Linked DNA regions of Mus musculus: regions 2 and 3 are each linked to region 1. Evidence: chromatin contacts called from public HiChIP or PLAC-seq and promoter capture Hi-C data. All regions are on one chromosome and are shown on one strand. Each heading gives the region's core, a stretch centred on a gene start, on an enhancer-like site or on the middle of the called end of the contact. The rest is flanking DNA. Distances are from core to core; before and after follow the strand shown.

Region 1 (4,203 bases), core at 484-2,983:
AACTTGTCTGATATGGACCTGGCCCTGAGCTCAGTTCCCAGAATCACAGAACAGCAAGCCACCAAACAGAACCCTGGGTTCTGGGCTCAACATGACCTCATTTCAGAGACTGCATTAGCATCAAGCAAAAAATATCTCACTTTGAAGCAATTACAGCTTACTTAAAAAACTTAGTGGAGTGACTAAAATGAAAACCATCAAATCAACAAAATATACAAGGGCCGAAAAGGATGCAGAACAATCTCACAGGACGCTCACAGAAAAAGGTGTACAGCCACCCTAGAAGTGGCAACGTCTTACACAATCACATTGGAGACAACAATGTAAGTATCTGCCATAAATGAAACCAGTGACGTAAAAACCAACATACGAATATTTGCAACAGTTGTTTCTCCTACCCAAACCTAGGAGTGACTGGACGTCCTTAAGTTGGGGACAGGGAAGCACTAGGTGCTAGGGCAGGGAACTACCAATGCACATCACGGTGTGCTCAGATCTCAAATACATTAGGCTGTGGGGGCGGGGGGCGGCACCCCTGCAAAGGTTACATGGTATGCTTCCACTTAAGACTCTGGGAAAAGTCAAAGCAAAGATGGAAAATAGATCAGTGGGTGGGAAATGAGCCAGAGGGAGCTCTGGAAGACAAGACTCTAAGCCCTATCGACAGTGATGGTTATACATCTATAGCTACGTTGACAGTCTACTGAAACAACACATTTAAAAAACAATTAAAAACTCCTTTACTAGCCGGGCATGCCTTAAATCCCAACACTCGGGAGGCAGAGGCAGGCAGATTTCTGAGTTCGAGGCCAGCCTGGTCTACAAAGTGAGTTCCAGGACAGCCAGGGCTATACAGAGAAACCCTGTCTCAGAAAAAACAAAACAAAACAAAACAAAAAACAAAAAAACCAAAAACAAAAAACCCACCTCTACTTATTCGAGAATTTCTAATGTATTGATTTTTTTTTTCTGGCAACTTTTATGGAACGGTCTACTGGGCTATCTCATCTTTCCAATGCTCAATCTATTAATCATTATTATAAAGGATGTGCCCCCAACTCTTGGACCAACTGAAATTCCTCTGCTAGGAGAAACCAGTGGAAACCTCAATCCAAAGTAATGGCTTTAAAATATCATTTCAGTTTTGGAATGTTTGACCTTTTTGTCCCTCTTGGGCATCTCTCACTTCTCTGACTTGGCTGTCTGTCCCTCCTCCATTTTGAATGGTTGTCTATCCTGTCTGCAGTTTTTCTTTCTGATCTTTCCTGGAGTGGCCTTCAGACCTGACCTCGTGTCTGTTCCTGCAGGTTCACCAGTTAACTATCTGGCATCACTACTGACACTTTTCCACCTTTTCTTTTACTCAGTTGTACTCACTAATATGTTCGGGTCAAGCTTAAACTAATGAACCAATTAAAAGTGGATCGCCTTGTGTCTTCTTTTTACCTGTGATCCTCTGACATCTCAGAGTCCCAAACCGGCCTCCTTTTTTTATACCCACTGACAGGCCAGTGCCTACCTAGCTCTATCCAGGGACCTCAGAGTTAAGTCTGGAGACCAAACTCTCTCTCCTTTCTTCCTCCATCTGGTCTACACAGCTGCTCTGAAAAGAAGCTCTCCTTCCAGGTTCCAGAGCAAACCGGCACCTCCCGAACTCAAGCACAGCTGTCCCAAATGGGCAGGGTAGGAGGAAAAGGACCTCCCTAGGAGAGGGTGTGTTTGTGCTAATTGTGCAACCCAGCTCTTTAATTCTGATTAACAAAGCTTTATCAAGACAAGCCTTCCTGCTCCAACAATACTGTTCTAGCCTCTTGGCTTGACCTTTGGCCTCAACATATCCATCATGCCTAACTGATTTCCCTGAACACTCACTTTGAGCCTTTCACATTTGTCCTGTCAAGAAACTTTAGCTCCTCTCCTGTATGCCTTTATTTCCCCTCCTCCTCCCTCTGACCACACATCACTCCCTGTTGTTTGGCGGTTAAGTGCTAGCTGCAGCAGGTGCTCCGGGATGACCACAGCCAGAGTGGTCCATCCTTCCTCCACTGAACCCTCACGACCCGTACACATTGGCCTGTGGATTTCCTTACTAAACTCAAAGATCATATTCATCAACCTTCCAAACTCCGTCATTTTAATAACCCATGGAAAGTACACATTCTTGGTTAAATTAGTCTAAGCCTCGATGTCTTTAGTTCTTGTACTAACAAGACTTGAGTATGTTTTTTAAAGCTCTTCGAATAATTTGTTTTCAGGTATCATGACACAAGTGTGTGAATTCTTTAGAGACCATGCCAGTGTAAATTTGCGTTTCACACACATACCTAAGCTATGACAACAGCTGACTTCTCTTCAACTTACCAGTGGTTCTCAGGAGAGAACCACTGACTTAGCGAGATGTGAAGTTTGCCCCCTGAAGCAGCAGCAATTCTAGCTTCTAGGATCTGAATTTCAATAGGGAGGGGCTTACGTCACAGCATAAGCACAACCTGAGTGTCTACTTTCTATGCTTATTTGGGGACAACAGAGGCCCTTCTGGCTTAAATAAAGATCACTTTTTACTCTGGAAAATTTCATACAAGATACATGACCACAGTAAGAAAGTCTAAGTCTGGGCTGGAGAGATGGCTCAGTGGTTAAGAGCAGTGACTGCTCTTCTAGAGGTCCCAAGTTCCAATTCCCAGCACCCACATGGTGGCTCACAACCATCTGTAATAGGATCTGATGGCCTCTTCTGGTATATCTGAAGACAGTGACAGTGTACTCATATACATAAAATAAATAAATGTTAAAAAAAAGGGGGAGGGGGGGAGTCTAAGTCTTTCCACCAAGAATCCTGATTTTTAAAAACAACAACAACAAACAAACTCCATTCTAGGTTGTAAGTAATATCTTCCAATAGAATGGCAACAGATCTCACCAAAACATATGGGCATTAATTTATTCCTTGCACATCAGACTTTGGGCATCACAGATTAATCAAAAGCAGCATGAAACTTTAGCTCTGTGGTCTTTTTAAAGGAGGTTGGCAAATGGGATTTGCTCTGTGTAGCTGATTTCCATAGCTTGGAATCATACTAGGTGACACACAGAATTCCAGCTCCTAGTTTTGTGATGTGATGACCTAGGAATTTGCTCAAAATAATATTCTAATAAAAAGGACTTGACATCCTCTAGTGGTGAAACACAAATCTGTTTCTAAGACAACAGCATTTTCTAGTTCTTGCTTCCCTTTGACTATGGACAAGGAAAATACCCCCGTAAACCAAGAGAATGGTTCTACCTCAAGAAAAATGACTTTTTAAAAAATAATATAATTGTAAAAATTATAACATCATCACAACCCTTGAGCAAAAGCTAAACATATCTGCAGAACTGTTTTCTGAATGTTGCATTGATATAGTACCCTTTAAATACATACTATGCTGCCAAAGTTCACTCTATTTGAGTCCTATACATACACAAACATAGGCCTTTAATCTTGAACATATCACAGGTATTGTTTCTGTAATAACCCGAGATTTTAACCTCAAGTCTTGAAATACAGCCTTAGCACAAGGACATAATTTAAGAACCACTCAAGGTTGGATTCTACCTCAAAGTAATTATATACAAAAGGAATACAAAGGGAATGCGTCAGGAAAGAAGTTGCTGTTTGTGGCTGAGAAAGAGGACACACAGGGAATCTGGGACTTAGGAGGCTGAGGTGGCGAGCTCGGCAGGAGGACTCCAGGAATACATGGCAAGATCCCCATCTCAAGCAAAAAAGACAAAGGAAAAAAAAAGTGGCATTTTGAGGTGGTAACTCTTACTTCTTGGTGGCAATAAAACACAGGCTTAGGTACCCCTCTCATTCAATAAATTCCATATAAACCTATGATTTAAAAATAATAAATTGGGGGGCCGGAGAGATGGCATAGCATTTAAGAGCACTGACTGCTCTTCCAGAGGTCCTGAGTTCAATTCCCAGCAACCACATGGTGGCTCACAACCATCTGTAATGGGATCTGATGCCCTCTTCTGGTGTGTCTGAAGACAGCTGCAGTGTACTCATATGAATAAACATAAATAAATAAATAAATCTTTAAAAAATAAATTGGAGTGTTTGAATGTGTATAATGTGAAATGTGAGTATAAAACTGAAGTTCTACATTCAGATAAAAGTCACAGGTTTTACACGTATAGAGCATAAGTTGTCAACAT
Region 2 (4,271 bases), core at 899-3,398, 690 kb after region 1:
GCACACACACTCGCGCACACACTCGCGCACACACACACACACACACACACACACACTCACACAGCATGATTCTTGCAACCTACACAGATCTCAGCTCAACTGCTCCCAGTTCCAATGAGATCCACTCTCTTACTAACCTCCCCCTGGTTTGGAAACGGAGGCATATGCTTAAGGTGGTGGAGTGGAGATGTGAAACTATGGAGCTTAGATATCACAACTTCTCTTTTAATCACAAATGATAACAAGACAATCTGTTGTCAGTCACTCCCCTCTTAAGCAAGGGTGGGTCTTCATCACCTCTCTCTTTACTAGCAAAATTATCCATTTCGGTGGATTGCTTGTTTGAGGAACAAGTTGGGTATACAGATCATCAAAAGAAAACTTAAGACACTTAAGACCTCTGACATAAATGTGGATATGATAGTGAACCACCTTGTTGATAAATAGATGGAAGGCAACAACTTAGTCATTGCTTCTTCTGTGTTGAACTGTTTCTCCAGTTTCTTTTGTCCTATCAAAAACCCCAGCATCTGGTTTCTACAAGAGGATCCACGTGGTTTTCATTGTCATTAGTTCCAGAAGAGCACTGGTTATAAAAACACCATGCTACTTGGCAATACATAATGAATTGTCAAAAAAAATTATAAACATTTTCACAGTTTCAAAACACCCATTTCTATCCTTGATCTAATGTGTTGGGGTTTAAAATTACAGAACAAAGGGGAAACATTTTCAATGATCTTGCAATTAATAAAGACAATTTCACAGTTTTCTTTTTGCTTTGGCTTGGAGAAATGTCAAAACCACCATCATGTTATGCCCATCAGCTTCGAAGGATAATACGTGTCATCCAATGTTTAACTAACATTTCTAGAGGATTCATTATTCTTACTGTGTGTTTGGCTGAAAGAAATGTGTTCTAAATACTACATAGTGTTAACCTAGGAGCTGTTTTTGTTTGTGTGTAATTAACAACTTCTCTTATAGAAAAATGAATTTTACATTGGGGACTACCAATGGCTGTGTTTTTTATTTTATTTTATTTTATTTTATTTTATTTTATTTTATTTAGCTGTTCAGCAGTATGCTAACAACAGGAAGAAAACATATATTCAAAATATTGTAAGCTTCAGGACTTGGTAAGAGAGAGTAAGTTTAGCTTCTGACCATGAAATCTTATTCTGTGGCTGCCTTTTTTAATGGCATCTCTTGAGGTCAGTGGCTTTGAATTCTCCCAATTGTATGGGGTCACTCTGGCAGCATTGACCAAGTAGAAAATATTCAGGCAGAAAGCACAATGGTCGAAGTCATCCTCCGAGTGTCCTACTCTCTATTTCGTGCAATTGACTCCATGGCTCCCCACCAGGATGTCACTGTTTGACCAGTTTGCTTTAAAACAGCTTAATTAGCTGAAAGAAAAGCTATGTCTGAGCATGTTTGTGAGAAAAACATAAAAAGCCCTTTCCTTTCAGACAGCTCATGCTCTGACTTGTCGGAAAAGTTTGCTTCAGAAACAAGACAGCATTCCTTTCATACACAGTCAGGTCCTTGACGACAAATTCCTCTGGGATTGGGAAATAACTGGTTTGCAGCCACCTTCATGTTTGTCAATTTGGTTCATGTTTTATAGATTAGAGTCTATGTTTTTTTAAAACCTGTTTGTCCAAGACAAACAGACAAAGAACCATTATCATGTTTGTGGGCATAATAGAATCCTGCATGGAAAATCTTAACCTATGTTCTACAGGCAAGCCAATGAACTGTTAACAAAAAGGGCTATTTTTTTCCCCATGGCAGTTTAGAAAGCTTTGTAGATTTGTTCCTTCCTTATGTAGATCAAGAGAGTCTCCCCAATTTAAACAATATTCACAAATACTTCTGTAATGATTAATCTTGACTGTCAACTTGTTGAAATTTAGAATCATCCAAGGGACCAAACCTGTAGGTGTGCCAAAGAGGAATAATTAAGGGGGTGTGAGATCACCATCCCATGGGCTAGTTAGGGTCCATGGCTGAACAAGAGGGAGAAAGCAAATGGGATGACATCACTCTTTCTTCTTTGGTTCTTGACGACAGAAACAAGGTGATCAACCTCTTCATGATTCTTTTGCTGTACCTTCTCTATCATGACCAATCTCATTCTCTGAACCATGAGCCAAAACAAACACCTGATTTCTCAAGTCTCTTGTTTGTTTGTCACACATTGGGTTACATTAACGGCAAAAGTAACTAATATGGAAAACTGGTATCAAGACTGGAGTTATTTCTGTGTTAAACCTTATCATGGGATTAGAGGCCCTGGAGACAATTCATGGTACGAATTTGTATCTGTAAGTAAAACAATCCCCATAATGTTGTAAGCAGAGCTTAATGGGTCATTCTGGTGGGAGCGTGGAAGTTTTAATGCCAATAGAAGGAAGCCAGTGAACACTGTATTCATGTGATCTAAGAAGGGAACAAGAACTCTTTGAGTGGCTGGGCTTGAGGTTATTCATATTATGACAAAAAGATCTAGCTGTTTTCTTCTCCTGTCCTGAAAACTTGAGGCTAGAATGGATCCAAAGACTCTACACTAAGTTTTTCTGCAGAAGAAATTCAAGCTGTGGTATAGTTATTGCCTTTCTACAATGAGAGGGAATGGAAAGTTAATGTGCAATCTAGTAAGAGTGAGTTTTACGCTTCATACAAAGCAGGAGAAAGCAGCTGCAACGGTCAAAGCTATTAGAACAATCACTCACTCTTTGTGGCAGGAACCTCCACCAATGTATGAAAACGCAATTATTTGAAAGGAGACAGCTTTAAATGAGAATGTTGGGCAAGGGTTCCTGACTTAAAAACAATGAGTAGAAAGCGGTATCCCAGGCTTAGCTGCCAAGCCATATAGAAGTCACTACAGCTCTGGCTGAAGGGGATGATGTTACATTTTAAGCTGGGAGGCTTGTATATGGTACCTGCTTTTGTAGACCTGGAAAATTTAAGAGTTATGAATTCATGGAGGCTTGCCCCCATGTTCCAGGAAGCTGATGGTGCCAGTGTGTAGCAGGTTGGCACTGAAAGACTTTCATTGCATGGAGCCATGAAAGTAAAGTCTAAATCACAATGAAGACCCCAAGATATTGGAGATGCTAGGAGTATGGGGTTTATACCCAAGTAAGCTGTAGGCACGGAGTGGAACTACCCACGAGAGAGACTACATCTGGTGCAGACAGAAGAGCTGGAGGGGTAGCACCACTCGAGTGATTCCATGATGAGCCCCAGATGTGGAACATGGAATTGTGAGGCTCTGTGTTGGCCATGGAAGGTTTCAGTCCTGCTTTGATCTAACGTTTCCTTGCCGTACCTCCGTTCTTCCTTTTTGGCATGAGACTGTTTATGCTATGCTGTTGTGTGTTGGAGGGATGAAAAGAACTTGTTTAGAAAAATATTTCACAGGGACTCACATTTTGCCTAGAATCTATGGAGAAACTTTGTGCTCTTTATTTGATTTTGGGAGTACATTTTATTTATTCTTTGGTAATTTCATACATATACAAAGTGTATTTTGGTTATACCTATCCCCAAATCCCCTCTTCTAGTTCATCTCAGACCACCACCATGCTGCCCTACTCCCGACGCCATGTCCTCTCTCTATTTTAAAAACTGACCCACCGAATCCAGTCAGTGCTGTCTATGCTTGTTTGAGTGTAGAGCCATTTCCTGGAGCATGAGCAACCTACCCTGGTCACATCTCAGAAGAAAATCCACTCTCTCCCCCCACTTCCATAGTCTTCAGTAATAATAAGTTCCCAGTTATGACTGGATTTTATGTGTCTCTTCCTTAATCCATTTGTCTGACTTGAGCATACACAGGTCATCTTCATGGAACTGTAGCTGCTGTGGCTTCATGAGTTTAGTTGCCCCACCACCTCCAGAAAACATTTTACCCCCACTGGAATCTTGACAAACTTTGGCTTTTACAATCTTTCTACCTCTTCTTTCATGACATCCCCTGACTCTCAAGGGGAGTGGGTGTGGTATAGATATTCCATTTAGAGCTGATAACTCAGCATTTATTTATTCTCTGTATTTTGTTCAACTGTGAGTCTCTGTATTAATGGCCACCCTCTGCGACAAGAGCTGCTGCGCCGGCCTAGGGGTATGGAGATCAGTATCTAGAAATCAGGTTGGCAATATGTTCATTTAGCAAAATAATACCATTAGCGTCTCTCCTTGGGGCTTTGACCACTCTGGCCACTGGCGATTAGCCAGATTTACAGTGGGACTTTTCAAAA
Region 3 (4,111 bases), core at 1,349-3,848, 900 kb before region 1:
AGGGTAACTGGGGAACAGAGAATGAATAAACATGGATTTAGGATTATATCTAAGGTTTAAACTTAAAACCCCTTTAACCTAAGATGATAACCTAATAATCTATTGAATCTACATGAAGTGCACGTGCGTAAAAAGCCACATGGGAATCTTCAAGGGCTAAAATGAAAATCTATTTTAATAAAGAATAATTTGGAATTGAGAAATTGAAATTGTACAATTAAGATTCTGAGATATTAGTGCATGTGGGTATCTGTTGGCATTACTCTGAGGTTTCTGTCTATCATAGAGAAAAGGGTGTTGACTGTGATTAAGAGAAACGGACAGCATTTTCTTTCCAGTGGCTCACAACACAATCAGACTGTGTAGCAAGAGACTGCGGTCTTCTTTTATTTTGCTGCTCTAGTTAAACATTGGGAACAGATTCTGTTCATATATCAACTCTCTTACATTTGCCTTGCATACGTGGATTCAGATAAAGATCAAGGACAATCCCTCCCACTATTGTTAGAATGGACTATGTTGCTGAGAGTCATTTCCCCTTTTACTGCTAAAATGCAGTTGACCTTCTGTTAAATTCAGGGAACAAGTAGGATAAAAGGAGAGGAGAGAACCTGTGCCTTGTGAGACTCGGCTACTGAGCTCTCCAGGATTCCGAGGCTCTCACGACAGTGGCGAGTGCAGACAGCGCTGACTCTTGTAGGACACAGTGAGAGACGGTTACTGCAGAATGGCAATGACTTAAGGAGCCACCTCTGTACACTGCCATCAACCACCCCTGTGGGAGGGCTACTCGATAAGGAAAATAAGGTTTCTTACGTTTTAACTCTTTGCACATTAAATGTCTGTGGCCTCTGAAGAAGGCAAGCCTATGGCTTTCTTTCTGCAGGCGTGATCTTTTTATACTGGCAAGTAAAAGCCTATCTGTAATGCTTTCCCTGGTATGCATGGGAACAGGCTGGAACTCCTGGTCAGTCAGACACCCTCCATCCAGCAAGAGTGCACACAGCAGCTCTTGTGAGTGCAGCCCAGCTGTGGCCTGAACCAGAGCTGGCTCAGGAACTGAGCTGCTGAGGGACATTTGGATGTTAATGCCTGTCAGGAAGTTACAAGTGGGAGAGGACTTTAAAGCGGTCTTAAGTCTATTTGGGAGTTACCTTTCCTACAACTTCCTTTCACCCTGCCTAAAGCTTTCTCCAGTGTGCATTTTCTTTAGCCAAAGAACTCGCCTTGAGGAGAGTTTACAAGCTATTAGTTCCTTACAGAATACACAAACCAGGGACAAGTAGAAAATTAAAAATTGTGTTGCAGGAGACAGAAAGTGGGTACTTTTTGCACTCCTTGGCACTTTTAAGGGGAGGAGGGAGCTGCAGCAAGACAGACACCAGCCTACAGCTTTGGGAAGGACCAGTGGGCAGTAAGTGGGGGGGGGGGGGGGGGGTGTGTGACATTAAAGGGAAGTCACTTCATCTAGATGGAGCCTAGCATGACAATCAAGGAAGACATTCTTTTTCCTCCTTTTAATTTTAAAAAATATCCTTTTACTCTCAAATTCTGGAACTTAAGCCAGGAATTAATAGTCCATTTATTCAGTCATAATATGTTTTAAACGGGGCTTCAAAGATTAGCATGAAAATCAATGATTAGGAATAAATAATTGTTTGCAGAAACAAAAGGCAATCAGAACCAGCATATCAGTGTCTGTGTACGAAAGCGTAGCTGATGTCGCTCAAAGTCCTTATTTCAAAGGCGAAGAAGTCCCCTAGGTCAGTATAAGCTGCGCGTGGGCTGCAGGTCTCCCAGCATGCCACCAGGCCAGCAGCGGCAATTAGGACAGGTAATTAGCATGCATTCCGAAGAAGCAGCCCTGCTGGGTGCCCCTCCTCCAGGACAGTCCACCTTGGGCTCCCTGCGGTAGCCTAGTTTCAGCTTTCAAAAGCCATGTCTGCCTCACTGGGAAGTGTTTGTGCTCTCTTCTTCTCATTTAGTGAACTTGAGAAGGAACAAGCCCCGCTCACTGGTGTTGCTACGGAGACCCCGGCCAGAGCTGAGGTGGACACAGGTAGAGTGGGAGCTGAGGGAGCTGAAGTTCCTACGCCGCTAATCAACCAACAGCCCCTGTGGCGGGAGCAGAGCTGGGCAGCTGCCACAGGCTCCCCGGGCATGACAAGGGCAGTCAGCAGGCACTCCAATCTCAGAGCTGAGTAGCTCTCTGGCATACTAGTGCATCGCCTTTTCAGTTTTCCCATCATGAGGATGAAAAATATTCCATGCTAAACATAAGCAATGGTCATATAGACAATACATGCATTAAAGAGTAGTGAATGATCACATCTTGGGCTCCGTTCTATCATAGTGTACCAGGAAGACTGCGTGCACTTACTTTCACTGGCCACATGATTAGCTGGAAAGAACCCTTCCTGCCCCTTTCTTACGCTGCCGTACCACCAGTCTTCATTATCTTTGAAATACACTCGGATAATGTCTCCACGATGGATGGTTAGTTCATCTGATCGGCTGGCTGTGTAGTCATAAAGAGCCACTACCTAAGAGAGAGATAAGACCACCACAGCTTTATCACAACTGTGCCACAGAAAAAGCCCCAACACTCACTTCCTCTTGCAGAAGAGCAGCTGAAACCAAAGCAGGACTTTGGCAAGTCTGAGGCTGTCTCAGGGGTTGCTAATAGGATCAGGGGTGGTGGGAACACAGCAGGAGAAGCAAGATAAAAGACTGTGGGATTGAGAAATGGCTAAGAACATTCAACACACCAAGATTAGCTTCAAAATACCAGATGTTAAAGTTTGAAAGTGTGAAGCAAATTAAAAAAAAAAAAACCAAAAAAAAAAAAAAACCCAAAAAACAAAACCCATAACACACCATTCCCTTAAGCACTTTATAAAACTCCTTTAGGTCCTGTCCTGTGTGCTAAGCAGATGCATCTGAAAGAGAAAAATGCAGGTTATCAGCATTACAAAAAGGAAAGGCTCAATGGGACAACCTGGCCATTTAATTCCGTTACCATCCCGAGTTGACTGCTCAAGTCTCTTTTTGAGAGAAACTTTTCTTGAAAAACAGCTTTTGATATTTTTATACCAACAGCCTAAATCTCCTGACTTCCCTGTAAAGGCTGATCTTTGTTAGCTAGGAACTAAGAGGAGAAGTCCTAAGACAATCCTCTCCTTTGTTTTATGACACTACCCCTTATATTTGATTTGTTTTTGTTTAAAGAAAAAAAAAAAGCACAAGTCAAAACTGGTGCTGCTGCCTGGCTGAGGGTTTAAAAGCCCTTTCTAGCATCTGGGGGAGCTCAGTCCACCCAGACCCGGTGCACTGTAGAGAGTGGGGCACAGCGGCGTGCATGCACATGCCATTCATGTGTATAAATATGCTTACTTTACCATTTTTCCCAAACAAGGCTTCAAAATGTCCATGTTACAAAACTGTATCATGGAAACACACCGCTGTAGGTCTTTGTAACTAGGCTGATGGGTTCTTTCACTGACTATTTAAATCCTAATGTGCATGGTGTTCCACCCTCGATTAGAGTTCACGAACTGACAATATGTATGCTATATTAACACATAGCATTAATATATCAATAACTGACATTAATATATCAATGCCTGATGATAGATATCTTAGTAATGGATATTTAGCTTTCACTAAATTTTCATAAGCATCCACTGATGAAAGAGTCTCTTGAGAGACAGGGTTCCATAAGACAGGCCTGGCTTCAGATTGCCCACTATACCTCTAATGGTATATACCCAATGATCAATGGTATATACCCAATGATCAGTGGATGCTTTCTTAGTATCCAATGCAGCACATTATAGTATTATGAAGTAGTAATGAAACAGTTTTATGGTTGGGTCACCACAACATGAGGAAGGAACTGTATTCAGGACTACAGCATTAGGAAGGCTGAGAGCCCATGCTCTGAAGCAATGGGACAGTTCCTGGAGCATGTCACCATGGTATTATTGCCATTTAGGCACAGACTTGTTACCCAGCGAGGCAATGAAGTGCCTGCCAAGTCAACAGTCTACATTCCAGCCACGGAGCCTGATCTTTGGCTAGACTCTCTTCTCAGGCTGGAAAGCCATGGCAG

The links. Promoter capture Hi-C pulls out the DNA fragments that hold promoters and counts their contacts. HiChIP or PLAC-seq counts read pairs in DNA pulled down with a chosen protein or histone mark.
Region 2: a contact with region 1 is called in a promoter capture Hi-C map of the C10 cell line, with 3 times the contacts expected there. The contact joins two enhancer-like sites. A contact is called at or near these places in 3 of 39 promoter capture datasets (the 3T3-L1 cell line, the C10 cell line and pre-B cells) and 1 of 9 other capture datasets (liver).
Region 3: a contact with region 1 is called in an H3K27ac HiChIP or PLAC-seq map of embryonic stem cells, with 2.8 times the contacts expected there. The contact joins two enhancer-like sites. A contact is called at or near these places in 3 of 39 promoter capture datasets (hippocampal neurons, liver and neutrophils) and 1 of 115 datasets of contacts at active chromatin or transcription factors (embryonic stem cells).

Annotation. Positions count from the first base shown.
Region 1 is chr10:20,151,266-20,155,468 of GRCm38.p6, reverse strand. It overlaps a transcript of Map7 not described here. Among named protein-coding and RNA genes, the nearest start is that of Map7, 18 kb to the left of the region's middle. Within about 2 kb of position 1,733, at least 14 of the 459 cell types and tissues checked have an H3K27ac peak or open chromatin away from gene starts, as enhancers often do. A contact at or near this core is called in embryonic stem cells, where this site is marked.
Region 2 is chr10:19,461,883-19,466,153 of GRCm38.p6, reverse strand. No RefSeq gene overlaps it. Among named protein-coding and RNA genes, the nearest start is that of Gm33104, 23 kb to the left of the region's middle. Within about 2 kb of position 2,148, at least 28 of the 459 cell types and tissues checked have an H3K27ac peak or open chromatin away from gene starts, as enhancers often do.
Region 3 is chr10:21,053,413-21,057,523 of GRCm38.p6, reverse strand. It overlaps Ahi1 (Abelson helper integration site 1), which reads right to left. Exons shown (of 24, transcript NM_026203.3): 20 at 2,381-2,543. Among named protein-coding and RNA genes, the nearest start is that of Gm20149, 11 kb to the right of the region's middle. Within about 2 kb of position 2,598, at least 93 of the 459 cell types and tissues checked have an H3K27ac peak or open chromatin away from gene starts, as enhancers often do. A contact at or near this core is called in embryonic stem cells, where this site is marked.